Regions from separate parts of the Arachis hypogaea genome. Here all the other regions are linked to region 2. The links are chromatin contacts, called in public Hi-C maps. All regions are on one chromosome and are shown on one strand. The core of a region is the stretch at or near the end of the contact, and the rest is flanking DNA. Distances in the headings are between cores, read along the strand shown. Region 1 holds the start of LOC112790694 (inactive protein kinase SELMODRAFT_444075). Region 2 holds the start of LOC112790696 (protein NDL1). Region 3 holds the start of LOC140183510.

Region 1 (3,369 bases), core at 773-3,272, 130 kb before region 2:
TGTGCCAAGAAATTTGCTTGTGAAAAACCACCCGTGGCGAGTTGCAATTCGGCAAATGTAAACCACCTTGGAGGGTTTCCAAATGCAGGTGCCTTGTGCTGACAAATAGAGCACAATGGAGGAGGACCAGGAGGTGCATTTCTTGCAAGTGAAATTGCATCTCTAACACTTTTGCTTAGGTTGACATCAATCTTACAATTAAGCACTCCTAAGACAGGGTCTTGATCGCCCAACCTTTGCATACTGTCCTCACCATCAAGACAAATCACATTGGCAATCCAGGGCTGAATATATGAACTTTTTGAAGATAAACTTAGCTTTTCACTCTCCGAGTCAGATTCAATATACTCCAGATTTTTCAGTCCCTCGTGCCTTCGCCTTTCATAAATATCACTCTGGAAAAATGGTGAAGTGCTAGGATCTGAGCTCGATAGTGATGAGGTACCAATATCAGTTGCAGTCAATAGCGGCGATCCTTGCTCAGGACTACTAGCTGGAGTAACAGCAGGACCTCTAATTGTGTCTGGATTTTGTTTTGCATATGCACTCAGCTCCAATGACAATGAACACCCCCCATCATTAAGTTCCATCTTCGGTGAACTGTTCAAATTCAAGCGCAGAATCTTTGCCCTTGATCGCTTCATACTTACAATATTGCAATGCAGCTGCTCCATGCAGCACTTCTTTTCTTGTTTCAATTTTCTGCAATCACGGATTAATCAATAGACAACATGAAACACACAAAACAAAAACATAATGTGAAATATATATTACTTGTCCAATATAACCCAGCTTGAGTGGACTCTCTTGGCTTCAATGGCAACTGCTCCACATAAAGAACTCGAAAGAATCTTGACGCTGATCTTTATCTGTATAAACATTTTTGGCAGATTTGAAAACCTGAATACTAAGCATTAGAAAGACAAACACAGTGTTATGTACCAACCTTGTCTGGATCATATAACTCATGTAGTTGAAGCACCAATTGGGAACAGGAACTCGTAATAATTTCTTTCTGATCTGAAGCGCTTCCTAAGTGGGATCTCCAGTTACTAGTGGTACAATCACTGGTAAATCTTGAGAATCCCCAATTCCTCTTGCCTGAAAATGTAAAGATCACAAATCATGATTCTTATTAAATCAAAATGAGTAAAAGCAAGATTGAGAGTGGAATGAACACCTGAGGAGAGAAAAGGAATGACAACTAACAGCTTAATGGAATCCCCTGGTTGAACAACATGAGTCAATGCCCAAACCAAAGCAGTTCTTGAAATTTCTCTTGAAGCTTTAACTGCAACAACTACCACTTTCCCACTCACCATCTCTTCTTCTTCTTCTTCTTCTACTTCTTCATAACTTTCCTTTTTGCTGCTCATCTCAAAGTTCCAAACTCTGCCAAAAATTGAAGTTACCAAAAGCCCCCCAATCTCAATGTTCCCATCACAAACACTAGAAAACTGAATTCGGGTTCAAGATCACGACTTTGCATAAGGGTGACAACATCCTCGGAACCACAAGAAATACTAAATACTCAGTTACTGACACAAACTTCAAGGAGACTTCAGTTAAAGCATGAGCACGTGAAAAGCCAGGTTGGGTTCAGCACAAAGCACATGCACAAGAAGAGAAGTAATTTCTTGAATCTTGAATCCTTGATGAGGAGGGTATGCAATTTGAGAGTTGAAAGAGAAAATGGGTTCAGGTGAGGCAAGCTTGAAGCCGGGGAACCCCATCATCTTCTTCTTCTTGGCATTTTCCTGTAACAGTTTTCTGAACAATGTTTGTGACTCAGAAGAAAGAGGAGAAAGCGGTTAAGACAAAAATAACAATAACAATAACAATAAAAAAAATGTAGAAATGAAGGATAATCTCAAGCAAATGATGACACGAAGAAAGGGACAATTGTATGTGAGACACTATAACTAAATCCTGTGCCTCTTCGACTGATCCCAAAACTCAATTGAGTCAGATTAACCGCTGATTTCAGTGCCTTCCTTAGGATCCCACATGCATTACAATTATTACTGCAAAATAAATTTAGTTGTATATATTGAAATTTTTTTTATTTTATTTGAATATAAAAATATTATATTTAATAAGTATTCCAAAATATTATTTTTATACAACATTTACCTATGTGTTAAATTGTTAAATATATGATTATTTCATGTGCCAAAAATATATAGAATATACCTATTATGTAATAATATACGAAAAAAAATTATTCTCTAACTTCAAAAGATTACGGAGTATAGTAGTTACTTTATCATTATCATTAGGATAGTTAAAATACATTTTCATAGAGAAAAATTTTATAAAAAATAAATAATTAAAATTTTTTAATATACTCATAATGTAATTTTAGCCAAAAAAGATTTACTGGCAATAACTTTGAACACTGTTGATGGACGATTACGCTCTGTTGCTTGTAAAAAATAAAAAACTTTGAACAAATTAAAAGGAAGTTTTATTAACAAAAAACTTATCTCCTTATCAGTATAAAAAGTTGATATTAATTTGAGAATAAAAAGGTGATGAGCTGTGTGAACTATATGTCGCTTGAACCGAGGGGAATGGATATTGAAAGTCGCAGAACTTGTAACACAAAAGAGAAACAATTTTGATTTTTTATTTTTATATAAAAGCTAGATTTGTAAATATTAGTGTTATATAGAAATCAGTGACATTATTATAAGAATCTCGTGTCTCGTGTAATTATGTTAGCCATAATAATTAGTTATCACTTTATCAGTAATATCATCAAGAGCTTACGCATAGGTTTAACCTAGAAATCATTCACTCACTTACGTCTCGAAGGGTGTGACATGCTGATTGTTACGTTGGGTAATCGGAAATTAATGGGCTGGACTCGGTAAGTTGGCCCAATCGTCTGAGAAAGGAAGCCTTCGAACGAGTTCGCACCTTTGTGGCCTCCGTCCGACTCGCGAGTGTGAGAGAATGGGGAGTGGTACCTGCAAAGACACTCCGATGCCTAAGTCAGCAAGGGTGTGAGCAGGTCTAGAGAGTATTGAGACTTAGAGATACGTGAGGGGTGTCAGTGTATTTATAGTGGTGAACCAATAACCACCGTTGGAATAGTTCCACCTTTTAGGGTGGATAACCGTCCCTTTATCTTAGGGAGGTTACAATATAGCTCTTGGAAGTGGATTGAGAGATTTTAGAGACAGTTATTATCTGCCAGCTAATCTCTGCTTCCGACTTTGTTGGAGCAAGTCGTGGGGAGCACCGACTTCTTAGAGGAAGGTCGGTATACTGTGAGGCTCAACCTTGTGGGTTGGGCTTGTCATTTGGACCTGTGCCTTAGCGTTGGGCCAGGGTATGAACAGTGCTCCTACTCGAGCCCAATTT
Region 2 (3,731 bases), core at 835-3,334:
TATTCTCTTCTCTAGTTAGACCATCTTTGGGCTTGACCCAATTAGATGGCCCAATATTAGAATTAGCTCCTTTTATGTTTTCTTCCTCAGCACCACCCATTTTCTCCTTTTGTGTGACTTCTTTTGTCCTTTCTGCATTCTTTCCTTTTGCCTCTTTTAGGTTTTGCAGAGTTCGTCAGAGAACGTTGAGAAGGCACATTTCTCTAAGTTCTAAGCCACTTCCTTGTACCAGTGGGCTTACTTCCTTGTCTTCTTCCATCTTTTCGCTGCCAATCTTCTCCCCTTCTCGTAATCTTTCTTTTCCCGATGAGACCTCTATATCTGGGATGTCTAATATCTGCTGGTCCTTAGGTTCGTCTTCTGAGCTTTGACTATCTCCACCTTCCTTATCTCTCGTGTGGTGTTCACGCGCCTCCTCTTGTTCCTTGAGCTGCTGTTCCCATTTGTCTTCATCTTCTTCTACTTTTAGCGATCTCGCCCTTTCAATTGCTAACTCGTTGTTGTATCTGGGTTTTGGAAGCACGTTATTTGTTTTTGGTTTGGGCCAACTTGGTTACATGGTTACATGAATGTGTAGCAAGCCCCTTTTTAAAATGGTCATCAAAAAATTTTTTACTCAAATTTAATTTGTCCTTCAAAGATTTTAAGTTAATCACATTGGTCATTCGGTCACTTTATTTGTTGACGGCGCCAAAATTTATTAATATTACACGTTAAATGATACTACAACACACACTTAAAAATTTTAATTGACTGCTAACATAATAAATTTATGAAATTAGATCAAATCAAAACCTAATTAAGGAAGACATTGAGGCATTAGAATTCCTCAATTTGGCATTGATTTGATCTAATTTCATAAATTTATTATATTAGCTCCTAATTAACACTATTAAATATGTGTTGTAGTGTCACATAACGTGTCACATCAACAAACTCTTATGCCATTAACAACGGAAATGACAAATTAAAGAGACTACTAACATGACTAATGTAAAATATTTAAAAGACAAATTTGATAAAAAAAAATTTAAAGACTAATTTAGAGAACAAATAATCTTTCAAGAACTAATTTAATTATTTATTCAATAATTATGTATTTTTTTATTATTTTGACTCCCTGTTTATTTATACATATTATAATACAAATACATTTTTATAACTATCTCAAAATTTTGGTGTATTTAAACTTTATTTCCAATAAGTTCTCTTTTTAATTGAGATATAAAATTTAAGACTTTGTTATTAGTCATAGTTAATATGGTAAAAATACTTCAATCAACTTTTCTTTATATTAGGACACCTTTTCTTTTTTTTTTTTCAAATACATATATTCTTTGAAAGAGTTTCATATTAATTTATTCTATTTCTATATCTAATTCTAATCATCATTCACTTATATTATCAAATATTTTGAAAATTTAACAAATTAAATATATACATCTTATTAAATAATCTAATTTTTAATTATTAATATATAATAATTAAACTTTAAAAAATATAGAAAGACAGTAAAAAAGGTACAACCACTAGTACGTTATAATAAGAGCAAAAAATTCTTGTTAATTGATTCATATATTTGTCTTCATTATTATATATAGGATAAAGTAGTGAACGTAGTTTTCAGAATATATACATGGAAATGTATTTAAACATGGAATCAACACTTGTTACATTAGTACATTTTGTTAAACGCCAATGCAAATATTTAGTGATGACTTCTTTCAATTTATTTATTACCATCGGTTTGGTAAAGAATAAAGACGTGAACAAAAGAATATATATTAAATATATAAGAAGGAATTAATAAATAGGAAAAGGGCAAAAGAAATGTGGCGGAAGATGATTAATGATTAATGATTAATGATTGGAGTCAAATGAAAGGCAAGCAACCCACCATTTTTTAACTTCTAAGGTCCCCCTCCTACAAATGTGTCCACGTCTAAAATGTGGCTAAATTACATAAACTACAAAACAAATGTTAAATTAATTAATTATTAATTAATTTTTTAGAGGGAGAAAAGAAAAGTGGGCCAATGGGAGAACGCCATGTATAGAAAGAGAGTCAAAGGGAGAAAATTTTGGGGCCAACGGAAACAATAGGCAGTGTCAAGTCATAAAAACTTCGCCCTTTTTTCTGGTCAGAGACGAAAAAAGAGTAAAAAGGAACCCGTGAATTACGAGCCCCATAGATCTTGGTTATTCTAATTTTAGTGAAATCGTTTTCAAGACCCAAAAAACGGCGTCGTTTCTAGGCGCGGTTAAAATTCTGTTGGGTTTTAAGCGTCGGTGCCGGTAGGGTGGGTAAAATCGTAAATATAATAAACAAACGAAAAACATAAACGTTATGTTTTGTTTTGTTTAGTTTATGTTTGTGGATTTCACAAACACGAAAATAAGAGAGTGTGGGAGAAATTGGAATAGAATTGGCTTGGTATATAAGCCATTGAAGGCATAAACAAATAAAGATACATATTAGAGAGAAGAAGAGAGACAGAGAGAGGTCTATAATTTTCTCAAACTTCGGTGGTTGGTGGAGGCTTCTTTGGAGTTCAGGGGGCTTCCATATACAGCAAGAACAAGAACAACAACGGTAGAATCAGCAGACCAGAGCTACGGCCATGGCAGAATCCAGTGATTCCGTTTCACTCGACATGGAGAAGATCTACCTCGGTGGAAAGGTTCCATTCAATGCTTTACCATTTTTCCTATTTTCTTGATTTTCTTTGTTGGGGTTTAAAGGTTGAAGTTTTTTTTTTGGGGGGGGGGGGTGGGGTGGGGAGGAGGGGAGGGGGGAGATACAAGTTGATCAATTTCAAGTACTTGTCAATTGGGTGATTAATTAATGGGTTCCAATTTTATTTGTTTTGTGTTTGGTTTGCGCCATTGCTGAACGTAAAGGGAATATGTTTAGAAGTCGAAGGAAAGTTTCAGTCAATGGGATTCTCCTTTCTTTATTGTTTTAGCCGTAGGTTCTTATTTTGCATTGCGGAATATTTTAGTTGCGCAAGAAAGTTTCTTGACTTGTTTGTTTTTACTTGGAAAATTTTATGGGATTGGCTTATTTTCTTTTTCCTTTTTGTTTATCGTTCTTGATTTCTTTCTACACGGTCTTTCTTGGAACGTATTTGTTTCGCTGAGTCAATTGGAAATTTTGAACATAACAACTAGCGGATCTGCTCATTCCTTATTTCTCACATATTCTTTTGTACCTCCATCCTAAGTTTAAGTTGCAACGCTATTGCTTTTCTTTTCCATTGGGAAATTTTACGCTTTCTTGTTTTCCTTTTCCTTATTATTTGAGTTATTGGATGAGTTTTTACTTTATAGTCATCCTTATCCTTTTAAACAGCCTAAGACAGTATCCTGTTTTTAATTACCTTGACTTTGTTGTCTTTCTGAAGCACTCAATGGCTGGAATATGGAATGGCTTATTTATTTAATTCATCATATTGGTCAGTGATACTAATGTGGTATTGTTGCTTGTTAGTTTGGTTGTCCTATTAAGGGGCAATGTTAGGGAACAAACAGTTTGGAAAAAACGTTGATTTAGAATCTTTGCATAACTCAAAATAAGGGATATCCTTTGCTTAGGAGGTGGTTTCTTTTGTTCATTCCTCAGTTTTCTAACTTTGGTTCTGTTGCCTCTTTCTTCTTTTTGCCTGTATTTTGGTTACAAATCATATTGGTTTATCATTTCAGGAGCATCACATTCGAACTGGTTGTGGTTC
Region 3 (3,471 bases), core at 45-2,544, 250 kb before region 2:
AAATATGTACATTATTAATGAAATAAAATTTTTATGAACCTTTATTGTCATTCTTTTTATCGAGCATAATAAACACCAACTTGATTATTTATTGGTACAAGATTTGTTTTTGAAGATATTATTGTGTCGGACAAAATACGGTATTCACAGCTATCCCTCTTTATTCATTACTTATTTGATAAAAAGAATAAACAATTATTTATATCTTTTCAAATTAAGAAATGAGTAAAGAAAAATGAATATTATTTTGTTTGATCGAAAAGATGAAAGATAGAAATGGAATGTAATTATGCAAATGATGATATATGGAGATAAACTGGTAAGAGCCAAATGAAATGAAGCAAATGCATACTTTTCATTTTTTAAAGATTCAAACAAATAAAACAAAGGTAATTGAAACATGTACTTGATAACTTGCAAGACAATTATTTAAAAGAAATGGCCGAAACCTAACTTGATATAAACTGCTTGATTTGAAAGAAATGGGTAAGTACTAAAATGGACATGGACATCATCGACTCGACAGAAAATAATTGAAACAAACTAGATATGGGCTTGACGAATTGAAAAACAATGGGTCTGAGCCAACTTGATATGGGCATCTGTGACCTGAAAGAAAATAAATGAAACCAACTGGATATGGATTTGATGACTTGAAAGAAATGGGTCTGAGCTAACTGGATATGACCTTTAATAACCAAATACAAAATGAATTTAGCCGACTGGATATGGGCTTGATGACAAGAGACGGACCTTAACTAGCTGGATATGGCCTTGATCAATTGAAAAAGAATGGGTCGAGAGAACTGGATATGGGCATTTATGACATGACAGAAAATAAATAAAACCAACTGGATATGGGTTTGATGAGTTGAAAGAACTGGATATGGGCTTCAAAGACCCGATAGAGATAAAGGAAGCGGACTGGATATGGGCTTGTAGGATTGGACGAAATGATGATCTAAGCTTCCTAAAGAAACTGATTTTTTTTATTTTATTAATTAATTTTTTTTAAAAAATGTACGAAACCAAAATTGCTTTTTCTTTTCGGGCTATGCATAAAGAAAATCTCATAGAATCAAACTTTGGGTTTGTCTTATTAAAGTGAATTACACATAACCGAATTTTTCTCTCATCTGGAGAGACATCTCTCTCGTATTAGGAGAGTCAACTGTAGAAACGTCTGGTTCTAGTCCTTTAAGAGGAGTTTCTCCTTTAGGGAGCTTCATCAACACTCACCAACGATGAATAACACACTTTAGTTGTATTGTTAGTCTGCACAGAGTAAAAACAATGTCATATATGGAAGTCAGAGAAGTTGAAGCTACGGAGAGTATAGAAAGCAAAACAATCAGAATAGAAAAGCATGTACAACATAGCTTCAAGGAAGATTGTCTGAATTTCATTGGAAAATTCATAACTGAGAAAGAGATGAATTTGAAAGCTTGCAGGAATGCTATTTTGGGGATATGGGGCAATCCTGTGGGACTAGTTATCTCAGAAATTGGAAGAAATATGCTCCTGTTCAGTTTCAAAGACAAGAAAAAAGGCAAGCAGGCGCTTAACGGTGGGTCGTGGAGTATTAAAGGGTATTTGCTGAACCTACAAGAATGGATGAAGGGCCAGTCAGTATTTGAAGTCAAGAACGATTTTATGGATTTTTGGGTACAGATTCATGTGGTGCCTTTAGAGTTACTGGAAAGGGATACAACAAAAGTCATAGGAGACATGATGGGGTTAGTTTCAGAGGTGGAGGATCCATGGAGAGATACTAAACTGATGAGAACCTTCTTAAGAGTTAAGGTAGCTCTGGATGTTACTGAACCCCTCCCCACAGGGTTTTATCTTGAAAGAGACGATCTGCCGAATGCTTGGATCCACTTTAAATATGAAAGGATACAAGACCATTACTGTCTCAACTGTGGAAGATTGGGGCATAGAGCGATGGAAGGCAAGAATCAAAAAGTTATGGCAAGCTAGGATTCAAGTAAACCAAGGTTCACCAAAGGATTGGGGGTGCCTCAAGCTAAAGCTTTGAAAAATCAAGAAAGAAGAAGGTTCAGGGATGGTTGGAAAGAGGGGCACGAGGAAGATGAGGAGACGCGTGGCAAGAGCGTAAGGGGGAGAGGGGGTATGGAAAAACCAGAATCAGAAAGAAATGGGGTTGGTAGTACGGAGGGTATGGGGAGTGGAGGTGTTAGTAAGGGGATGCAGGAGGCAGGAGTATTAGGTGAGAATGAGGCTGTTGTAGAGAAAGAATGGTGTAACAGAATCCCTGAAAATCAGAAATGGAAGGATTTCGGGGCAGATAGAGATGGGACAGCTGCAGAAACACAGAATTATATTTTAAATGGTTTAGGGATAAGAGAAGAAAACAAAAAGGAGGAGCCTAGTGGATCAAAGAGGGAGGTATGGGGTTATAAAAAAGCCCAATGTGAAAACCCAAATGAGGTGTCTATAGGAGATGCCACCAATCAGAATAGCAATGGGCTTTACCAGCAAAATATATTAATGGGTCCAATACGTTTTGAAAACAATAAGGCTGGGAGAATAGAAGAAAAGGAAACAGATCATCCAGTTTTAAATGTCACTTTAGGGGCGGCCTTAAAAAAACACACGGATATTATTATAGCTATGAATGAAGATACATCAAGGGAACAGGGGAAGCCTGCTAAGGAGAAAGATACTCCGTATACAGAGCAGTGGGGGACCAATACATATAGTAGGCAAGAGGAGAAGGCAAAAAAGGAGAAGAATACACATGTCCTGAAATCGGTGGAAGGAGAACAATATTTTGTAGAGCTGGCTAGTGATGAAGATGCAGAGGAGAATATGGAAGAGCAGGAACAAAAGGAGTCAACAAAATGGGAGATAGAATTAGCAAAATGTATGGAGATGGGATTGAACCTGAAAAAAAAAAGAGAAGACAAGAAGATGCTCCAGATGATTAATGTTGAATGGGATAAGGTGCTAGCAAAGAGCGAGAAGCAAGCTACTAAAAGGATGAAGACCTGGAGGGGGAGGAAAAAACAAGCTGGTAAACACTAGAAATATAGGAGGAGAACCTATGGCATGGGACAATACTATGGCTGAGGAGGCGGGCCGAATCATGCCCGACCCTCAGCCATGAGTATTGTAAGTTGGAATTGTCGAGGACTTATGGCCGCCTCGACAATTTCTGAACTTATTAATCTGTGTAAGCGAATTAAACCGGCCACAGTGTTCCTGATGGAAACTAGAGCTAATGCAGTGAAGATTAATAGAATTAAGAAAGAGTTTCATTTTGATAAGTTTTTTTGTGTTGATCTCCAGGGATTGTTCGGAGGGCTATGTTTATTATGGAAATCTAATATAAATATGAATGTTTATTCGTGGTGTGATAACTTTATTAAATCTGACATTGACTTAGGAAATGGAAAATGCTAGAAAGGGTGTTTTGTTTATGGTAACCCGGTGTTTAAGCAAAGAAGA

Evidence for each region. Hi-C and Micro-C count contacts between places; a contact is called where the count stands out from the background.
Region 1: a contact with region 2 is called in a Hi-C map of leaf, with 3 times the contacts expected there. The contact joins the promoter of LOC112790694 here to the promoter of LOC112790696 in region 2. A contact is called at or near these places in 2 of 8 Hi-C or Micro-C datasets (both in leaf).
Region 3: a Hi-C map of an unstated tissue shows a contact between it and region 2, with 10 times the contacts expected there. The contact joins the promoter of LOC140183510 here to the promoter of LOC112790696 in region 2. A contact is called at or near these places in 2 of 8 Hi-C or Micro-C datasets (leaf and an unstated tissue).

The regions. Positions count from the first base shown.
Region 1 is chr3:78,385,844-78,389,212 of arahy.Tifrunner.gnm2.J5K5, reverse strand. LOC112790694 (inactive protein kinase SELMODRAFT_444075) reads right to left here and starts at 2,022. Exons shown (of 9, transcript XM_025833221.3): 1 at 1,181-2,022; 2 at 947-1,101; 3 at 775-869; 4 at 1-702. The coding sequence starts at 1,376.
Region 2 is chr3:78,255,488-78,259,218 of arahy.Tifrunner.gnm2.J5K5, reverse strand. LOC112790696 (protein NDL1) reads left to right here and starts at 2,084. Exons shown (of 10, transcript XM_025833223.3): 1 at 2,084-2,681; 2 at 3,703-3,731. The coding sequence starts at 2,622.
Region 3 is chr3:78,508,051-78,511,521 of arahy.Tifrunner.gnm2.J5K5, reverse strand. It overlaps LOC140183510, which reads left to right and starts at 1,294. Exons shown (of 1, transcript XM_072231959.1): 1 at 1,294-1,980. The coding sequence starts at 1,294. The coding sequence ends at 1,980.